Linked DNA regions of Gossypium hirsutum: region 1 is linked to region 2. The links are chromatin contacts, called in public Hi-C maps. All regions are on one chromosome and are shown on one strand. Each heading gives the region's core, a stretch centred on a gene start, on an enhancer-like site or on the middle of the called end of the contact. The rest is flanking DNA. Distances are from core to core; before and after follow the strand shown. Region 1 holds the start of LOC107961679 (EIN3-binding F-box protein 1). Region 2 has its middle 14 kb from the start of LOC121231489.

Region 1 (4,019 bases), core at 913-3,412, 57 kb after region 2:
ACAAGGCATGACCGGAAAAAAGCTTTAACTCAGAACGTTGCTTAATTAAGGTTGGATAACGTTACTTAATTAAGTCAGTTCTATGAATTGGGACGAATCCTTTATAAAAGTATTATATAATTAATGAATTATGCCTAATAATAAAATATTAGGTAAACTATAAAAATAGTCATTTTTGTTTGCTTCATATTATATTTTAATAACTTATATTTGAAATGTTACGTTTTAGTCACTTACATTATTATTTTGTTACGAAGTGGTCACTCTACCGTTAAGTTCCATTATCTCCCTAACGACGGTCCTACGTGACGGTCCTACGGGACAGTCCAAATGGGTTTCAAATGCCAACTTGGATGTCCTACGTGGTAGTCTAAATTAAATTTATTTAATTAAAAACCTATTTTCATTCTAGCAACTGGATATTGAAGCTAATATTTAACCAATTTGGACTGCCATGTAGGATTGCCATTAGGGAGGTAACGAAGTTTAACAGTAGAGTAGCCACTTCGTAACAAAATGATAACATAAGTGACTAAAATATAACATTTCAAACATAAGTCACTAAAATGTAATCTGCAGCAAATAAAAGTGACTATTTTTACAATTTACCCTAAAATATTTCTCCTTTGTAATCACTACAGGTCTAAACGTAGAGTATTTATTTCTCGTCTAAAAACAAAATTTTATAAATTTTAATTCCATAAAATATGCTTTAATTTTTTATAGAATTTTAGTTTGTTTATTTTTATTTTAAAAAATTAATCTCTTTATTTTTCTAATTTAAAAACGTAAGTTCAGTTGTTAGCACTATTACAATTCTTTTATTAAATTTAAGTTTATTACAACATTATTTTCTTGTCACATGGCTACCAAATGAGTTTTTTTCTTTTTAAAAATTGAAAATGTCACGAAAACAAATTCAACAAAATAATTTTAATAGTGTTAATAATTAGACTTGAATTTGAAATCTAAAAAGAAGAGGGACTAAATCCCTGGAAATAAAAAGTTGATGGACTAAATTTAAAATGCAGGAAGAGTATAGGGACTCAAACCATATTTTAGCCTTTTATATATTTGGGTTGTTTTTATATTATATATTTTAGGGTTAATATATCATTTGTCACCTTAGTTTAGTTTTAATGTTCAATTTGGTATCCATACCAAACAAAATCATATAATCCAATGAATGTTTAACTCGTGCACTTTAGTAAAAAATGCATAGGTACTTAATTGGGAAAAAAAGAGCTCAGGTACCAAATTGAACATCAAAGTCAAACTCAAGTACTTAATTACATCAAATTAAAAGAATTTAGGTATCGAATATTGAAGCTAAACTTAAGTACCAAATTGGAGAAAAAACTTAAGTACCAAATTAAATATAATTAAAGACAAACTCATGTACCAAAGAGTATATATTAACCCTATATTTTACGCAAAATTATAATATCAATAATTTATTTTATATAAAATTTGATACTTTAAATTATCATATTTTTAACAATGATTTAATTTATATCATAAGTTATTTAGTTTCTACCTACAAAACCGAAGCTTAACATAGATCATATAAGGAAAAATACCTATCATTTATGCAATTAAAAAAAAGTTGAACATATGGCATAGACAAAATACTATATTTCTATGGAATTGCTTCACATATTAGTAACTTTTCATGGATTTATGAGAGAAAAAAAAGACATCTATATTTCAAATTGACAATTTATGATCGGAGAACAAGAAAACAGTAAGATTATAATTGAAATTTCACTATGATCAGAAAGATAAATGGTAGTATAAAATCCAGAAATTACTCCCCCTATTTTATTTGTCAAAATTTAGTTCGAAAGTCAAGAAGTTAGTTTAATTATGGTAATACATGAATTTGAATCGGTGATTTTTATTAATTTGTTTCATATAATTTGTTTAATTATTATTTTTACTGATGTCGTAAATATAAATAGTTGAATTGTTGATTTGCATATAAATTATTTAACTATTATTAATTTTCGTAAAGCAAAAGGGAAATACCTTAACGAATTAAAGTAGGAGGACTAACTTCTTAATTCTTGTAAAATAAAGGGACCAATTAAAATAGACTCAATTTTAAGATAATAAAGGGAGCATAACAACAAAAAGGCCAATTATAAAAAAACCAACAAAAGAAAAAGTGGTAAGTGGTATTGAAAATGGTGGTGGGGGAGAAGATAGAGAGTATTGAAGGAAAAAAAAAAAAAATAAAACGACATTTTTGCTCAAATACATTGCATGTGGGCATCTTTCCAGTGTATTATCACATACCCAAGCCTCTCTCCTCTCATCATAAAACCAACCCCTTTTTTCCTTTACCTCTCATCTTTCATTTCTCATTCTCCACAGTTTCTTTCTTTCACTCTTTTTTTTTTTGCCCTATCTAATAGGGTTCCAATCATCTTCAAGCTCCAATCTTTCTCATGCATTCGTGTATTCAAGCCATACACGGTGACGTTTTAGCCTTCTTCCTTTTTGGGTCTCTTTTTTTGTCTCTCTTTGGAGGGTTTTTGGGCGTGGAACAGTGCATATTTGACCTCCCGGGGTTTTTTGAGCTGTACTCATGTCAAAGCTCTTTGCTTTTAGTGGTAAGCTCTTCATGTTTGCTAGTTATTATTATTATTTTTTTTTTGTAATTCTCAGCTGTTGTCTTATATGTGGATACCCTTTTTCTTTATATGAACAAATTTTAGATTTTTGAGATATCTTAGGTAACTTAGGGTACTCGTCTTTATCATTATTGTAAAAGTATCATGGATGGTTTTAATAGCCTTTTAGCAAAGATTTTTTGTTTCATGGTATTTGGTTGACTGGATAAATGTGGAATTTTTTAGTCTTGGTTGTAAATTAGTTAATTCAGTTAGATAAGGGAGGAAAAAATTAGCAGCCTTTAGGTGATTCTAGTTGTAGATTAGGTGCCTCTGGCACAAGTCTGATTGTTCATTTTTTTTCATGCCACTTATTAGATTAACCCTCAACTGTCAAATATGTGAAGAGATTTTGATGTTATGCACGAACTTTGAGGATGTTTCTTACCTTAATTTCTTTTATGGTTTAATGATTCTTTCTACTTGAAAGCAATAAAGGAGTTTTGGTTGTAGATCAGGTCTATTCTGACTGGATCTGTTCGGACGACTGTCTTTTAGGCAGTAGGTTGTTTGTTCAGTTACATAGGACAGGACTACATCTGAGATGGACTTTCTGAGTTATAAGCTCCATCTAGTTCATAGATCTTGTATGGTGTGAAAGTTAAATATTCTTAGGTTTCTTTGTTAGCCTCCTTATGTTGTTCTTAGGTTCCTAGACAAGTGCTATTTGATCAATAAACATCTTTCAAAAATTTTAGCTCGGTTTTCTTGTAATTTGCTTCGTTGATCTCATAGTTGTTCTTTGTATTGGTTTGCAGGAAGTGATGATTTTTGCCCTGGGGGGTCAATCTACCCAAACCGCAAGGAGTCAAGTCTCTTTTTTTACCCTAACCAGGATGTGTATTTCCCTCCTTGCAAGAGGTGCCGCGTCAGTTCCCCATTCGTTTTCGCTGGAGGGAAGTTTGAGCAAAAGAAGCCTTCAATAGAGATCCTCCCCGATGAATGCTTATTTGAAATCTTCAGACGGTTACCTGGAGGCCAAGAGAGGAGTACCTGTGCTTGTGTTTCCAAGCGCTGGCTTACACTTGTAAGCAACATCCGTAGAGATGAAATCAATGATAATAAAACCACCCAAGCATCAGATCTTGAGTACGAGAGTACCGATAAAAAAGGTGGAGTTTCTTCTGAGGATGTAGATTCAGATGTTGAGGGTGATGGATACCTCTCAAGGAGTTTGGATGGGAAGAAAGCAACAGATGTTAGACTTGCATCTATTGCTGTCGGAACAGCTAGTCGTGGAGGATTGGGGAAACTTTTCATTCGAGGAAGCAAGTCCAGGTATGGAGTAACTACTGTTGGCCTCAGAGCCATTTCCCGCGGGTGCCCTTCTCTAAGGGTTCTTTC
Region 2 (4,342 bases), core at 1,266-3,765:
GGATCACCAATTCGATCAAGAATGTACAAGAATATTCTTCCATAATTAAATTTTTTTATATTATTTGAATGTATTTTAGTCTTTTTATTTTAACAAAAACCAATTAAAATATGCATATGGTTAGATTTAAACTCACACCAATTGAATTATTAAAATCTTAAATTTACCACTCAACCAAAGTTTCATTTTAATATATTTTATACATTTTTGTTTTAATATACATAATTTATTATCAATATTAGTTGTATAATTAGTTTCAAACCATACGTTTTATAGTTTATTTATGTTACTTTTACACAAGTATATACGTGTGATAGAATTTATAGTATTAATAATATTATTGATTGAGTTGGTATCACAAATTAAGTCGAGACCAATACAGGATTGATGATAACACTATGATAAATAATTGTATTTATTTAATATTTTTAATCTGATGTATTTTTGTGTTTAAATTACATTTTACTCACAATTTAATCTAATTTTTTTTTATTTTAATATCATAGATATTTAATGTGTTATTATTAATTAGATATAAATCATAGGTTTGCTTTTTTTTTTTGGAATTTAATTACTAATTGCTAGATTTTCTGAAAAGCATCCAATGTTTATTGGTTATATACTCAACTTGTTTCCCTTTTTCTTTTCTTTTTTTCAATTTGATTGTGAAAAGTGGGGAATGATTCTAAAATTATTTCAAAGGTAAATTCAATTACTTTGGTCCTAATTACCATTAATTATCATCAACGTTGGTATCTAAAATGTAGGGTCTATAACTTTTCCCATTGGTGGAAAGGCTCATTGACTTCCTATATAATTTAGCTTATTGAATATTAGATATTGGTTAATTTGATTGCTACTAACTACACAAATAGAAATGTACAAAGGAGTTTATTTACACAGCGTATTAAGTTTTTCTTGGAAAATAATCAATTATAAGTTAATTTGTATGAGAAATGATTTAGATTCAATTTACTGATTAAATTGCAATATTTCTCTTATATACAATATAAATCATTTTCCCATTAATACTTTCCTCCTTAAAAGTAAGTTTAATTGTAAAATGAACAATACTTACATCAAAATTGCACAAAAATAAGTTTTTAACTGAACAAAATAAATGATCATTATATCATCCATAAATCAAACATATAATGGCCTATAAAACTACAATCAAGATAAATTGTTATCTTCTTAAAGATAATCTTTAATATAGCCTTCAATATGGAATAAACTTATCTAGATCTTCTTGTTGTAATCTTCTAAAGGAAACAAATATCTTTAATAAGAAAACTTAATCATGTTAAAAGGTCTTCAAAATAATCCTTACTTAGATTTTAAATAACCCAAAACTAGCATTCTTTAAAATTATCCTTACCTGAAATAATCTTATTTTCAGTTATATTTTCGAGATTTGCTGCTTAAAACTAAAAAAAAAAATTAAATAAATAATTAAGATATATTGGTCAAATAATAAGACAAACGGATAATAAAAAATATAAAAACTCGCAATTTTCATAAATTAATTCTTTCATAATTTTGCAACTTTTAATAGCAAGAAAAAGTTATTCAGTTATTGTAGATTATGACAGCAAAGTAGTAAAAAGTAGCAAAAACCATTTATTTTTCTCCCAAGACTTTGAATTGGGTTTTGCTTTAATTTAAAGGGTTGGTTTATTTTATCTTAAATCTACCATAGCCATGGGTAAATAGATTGGATTGATTTTCAATTCCCTCAATTTTAATTTTTAAAATTTTAGAATCATTTCTACTTTGTGTAAATCAAAATGTTTTGGATCATTTAAATTTAAATGTTGAATTATTATAATTTCAATGTATTTTGAGTTCTAATTAATCACATTATATTCAAATAATTTTAACTTATTTGTCCGAGTTTCGATTAAATTGTTTTAGATTATTAACTTTTAGGAAATCTCCTTAGAGGCAGAAGGGGCTTTGGTCCCTCCCACCCCCAAAACTTTGGAAAAAGTTAATTATATTTTTAAAATTTTAATTAAGTCCTAATTTCAAAAAAAAAATCTAATTGAGCCTTTAAAAAGTATTAAAGATTTCAATTAAACTCTCTAAAATTTTCGAAATACTCATTGATCCTTTTAATATTTTTTAAAAATCTTATTAATAATCCTAATTTTTTTTGAAAATTCTAATTAAATCTTTAAATTTTCTAAAAGTTTTGATTGAACCCTTTGAAATTTTTAGAACGTATAACTAAACCTAAAACATAATGATACATTCTATGATTATTAATTTTTATGATTAAATCGAATTGAAATAAATTTAGAATTAATTGGAATGAAAATTCGGAAATTTAGATAAAAAGGGTGCATCTTTAATTATTAGTGGGGGTTGATTATAGGATTAGCTGCCGCTTGTCAGCTCTTAGGAACAACAGATTTATGGCGAAAGTAACGTGGTGGTTGATTACTTTGGCTCAGTCTACACTGTTACCGAAAGCTTTGCAATAACTTCGTGAGAGACTCGGTGTCTTTTGGGTCTTGGATTATTTCAACATCTATGTTTAATTTGGATGAATATTAGTTGCCTTTTCACACTCATATAAGACAAGACATTTATTTATTATATTTATTTTATCACACAATGAATAAAATGAAAATTATCACACCAATATTCCCATTGCCATTCATTCGCCCAATATTTCTTTTGGTTAAAGGATGGATAGGTATTCTATACAGATATACAGGATGAATTTTTAGGGTGGTTGGTAGGGGGTCAGTCTCTTCCTATAATGGAAATTGAATAGTCTCTTCCTATAATGGAAATTGAACCTTTAAAATTTTAAATTAATAAATATAAAATTATTTTTTGATTTCTTTAAAAATAATAAATTTTTAATTTAATCCTTTAAAAATTATATTTTTATTATCGTAAAAAGTATAATTTAATTTTAGTCTTTCCTAACAAAAATTTATGACTTCACCCTTAGAGATATAATAAATTATTGATATATATATATTTAGAAAATAGGCACGTATTTTTTTTAATATTGTTTACGTCAATGTATCAAATACATAACTTTTTATCATTAAAGGTAAGTATGCAGTTTTTCAATCTAATTATAATTTAGATTTTTTATTATATTTAAATTTGGAATTTAATTGTTATATATATTTTTATAATATCATTAATTACTTTAAATAATTAATACTATTATCTAATTAGTTACTTTAAAATCATATTTTAAGGGAAAAAAATCATCTCAAAATTTCTATCTTAATACTTAAGAGTGTTAATTATTTGGTTTAATTGCCAATAAACTCCTGACTCAATAGTAAGATTGAGACATTATGATTTTCAAGACTTTAAATTTAAGTTTTATTTTTATTTATTATAGTTATTATATCAAATTAAAATAATTTGAATATAATTGAGGAGTCAAAATTACAATTTGACTAGCTTTCCGATAGATGATGATTTTTCGAAGTTTTAAGTGAAAATTTTGGAATTGTGTGTCAAAAACCTGTTTAACTTCTCTTTATTTTTAGGTTGTTCTGTACATAAGTCTTATTTCTATTTATAATCTTTTTAAATATTTAATTTGAAAGAAAAATAAATTTATTGACTATTACAATTATAATCGTCTGTGTCAATTATATTAAAACTCAATCCATAATTTAACAACCCTCTTTTTCTACTTCTAAATAACTCCGATTGGTACCATTTTCGAGCATTTGAAAATGCTGATTCCACGAAGCAGAGCTTTGATGAAACCATAATTTAACAACCATCGCATTACTTACATCGTCAACAAACCCTTAAACATGAAACTGATGTTTTACCCAATCTTGGTATTATGTGACTTTTTCTTTTTTGGTCATGATCACCCCACCATTAAGTTGCATCAATATTTATTTTAGGTATCCATGAATCTTCAATTGATATAACTTTTTTATATGTGTTATTGGAAATTTAAATTCGTAGAAATATATTTAAAAGTAACAAAACTTTGAGAATTTGTGAATATTCAAAAATATTAATAATTTCGAATTATGTTTTCACTTTATAACTTGGCAAGTCAGGCCGGATCATGAATTTTTTCTTTGGGATCAAGGAGAGACAAAAAAAAAAAAAGAGTAACCCGATCCTAATTCGACCATGCTAGAGCTCACCAGGTTATGTTTAAGCGAAGAAGATGCTAGGCATGTGATGAGCTATAAATAAAATTTGGATATGGATGTGTAAAATTTATTGACTGTCATGAAAGCGTTTTCAGTTACCACCATCATCAGCCGACCTCAGATGAGAGCTGCTTCTTCCTTGCTTTTTCTTTGAGATAAAGACTGTGGATTGGGTTTTATTAGTT

The links. Hi-C and Micro-C count contacts between places; a contact is called where the count stands out from the background.
Region 1: a Hi-C map of leaf shows a contact between it and region 2, with 2.3 times the contacts expected there. The contact joins the promoter of LOC107961679 here to the enhancer-like site in region 2. A contact is called at or near these places in 8 of 34 Hi-C or Micro-C datasets (anther, callus, hypocotyl and 2 more).

The regions. Positions count from the first base shown.
Region 1 is chrA06:37,325,840-37,329,858 of Gossypium_hirsutum_v2.1, forward strand. It overlaps LOC107961679 (EIN3-binding F-box protein 1), which reads left to right and starts at 2,163. Exons shown (of 2, transcript XM_016897757.2): 1 at 2,163-2,615; 2 at 3,434-4,019. The coding sequence starts at 2,591.
Region 2 is chrA06:37,268,131-37,272,472 of Gossypium_hirsutum_v2.1, forward strand. No RefSeq gene overlaps it. Among protein-coding and RNA genes, the nearest start is that of LOC121231489, 14 kb to the right of the region's middle. Within about 2 kb of position 2,516, at least 1 of the 9 cell types and tissues checked has an H3K27ac peak or open chromatin away from gene starts, as enhancers often do. A contact at or near this core is called in leaf, where this site is marked.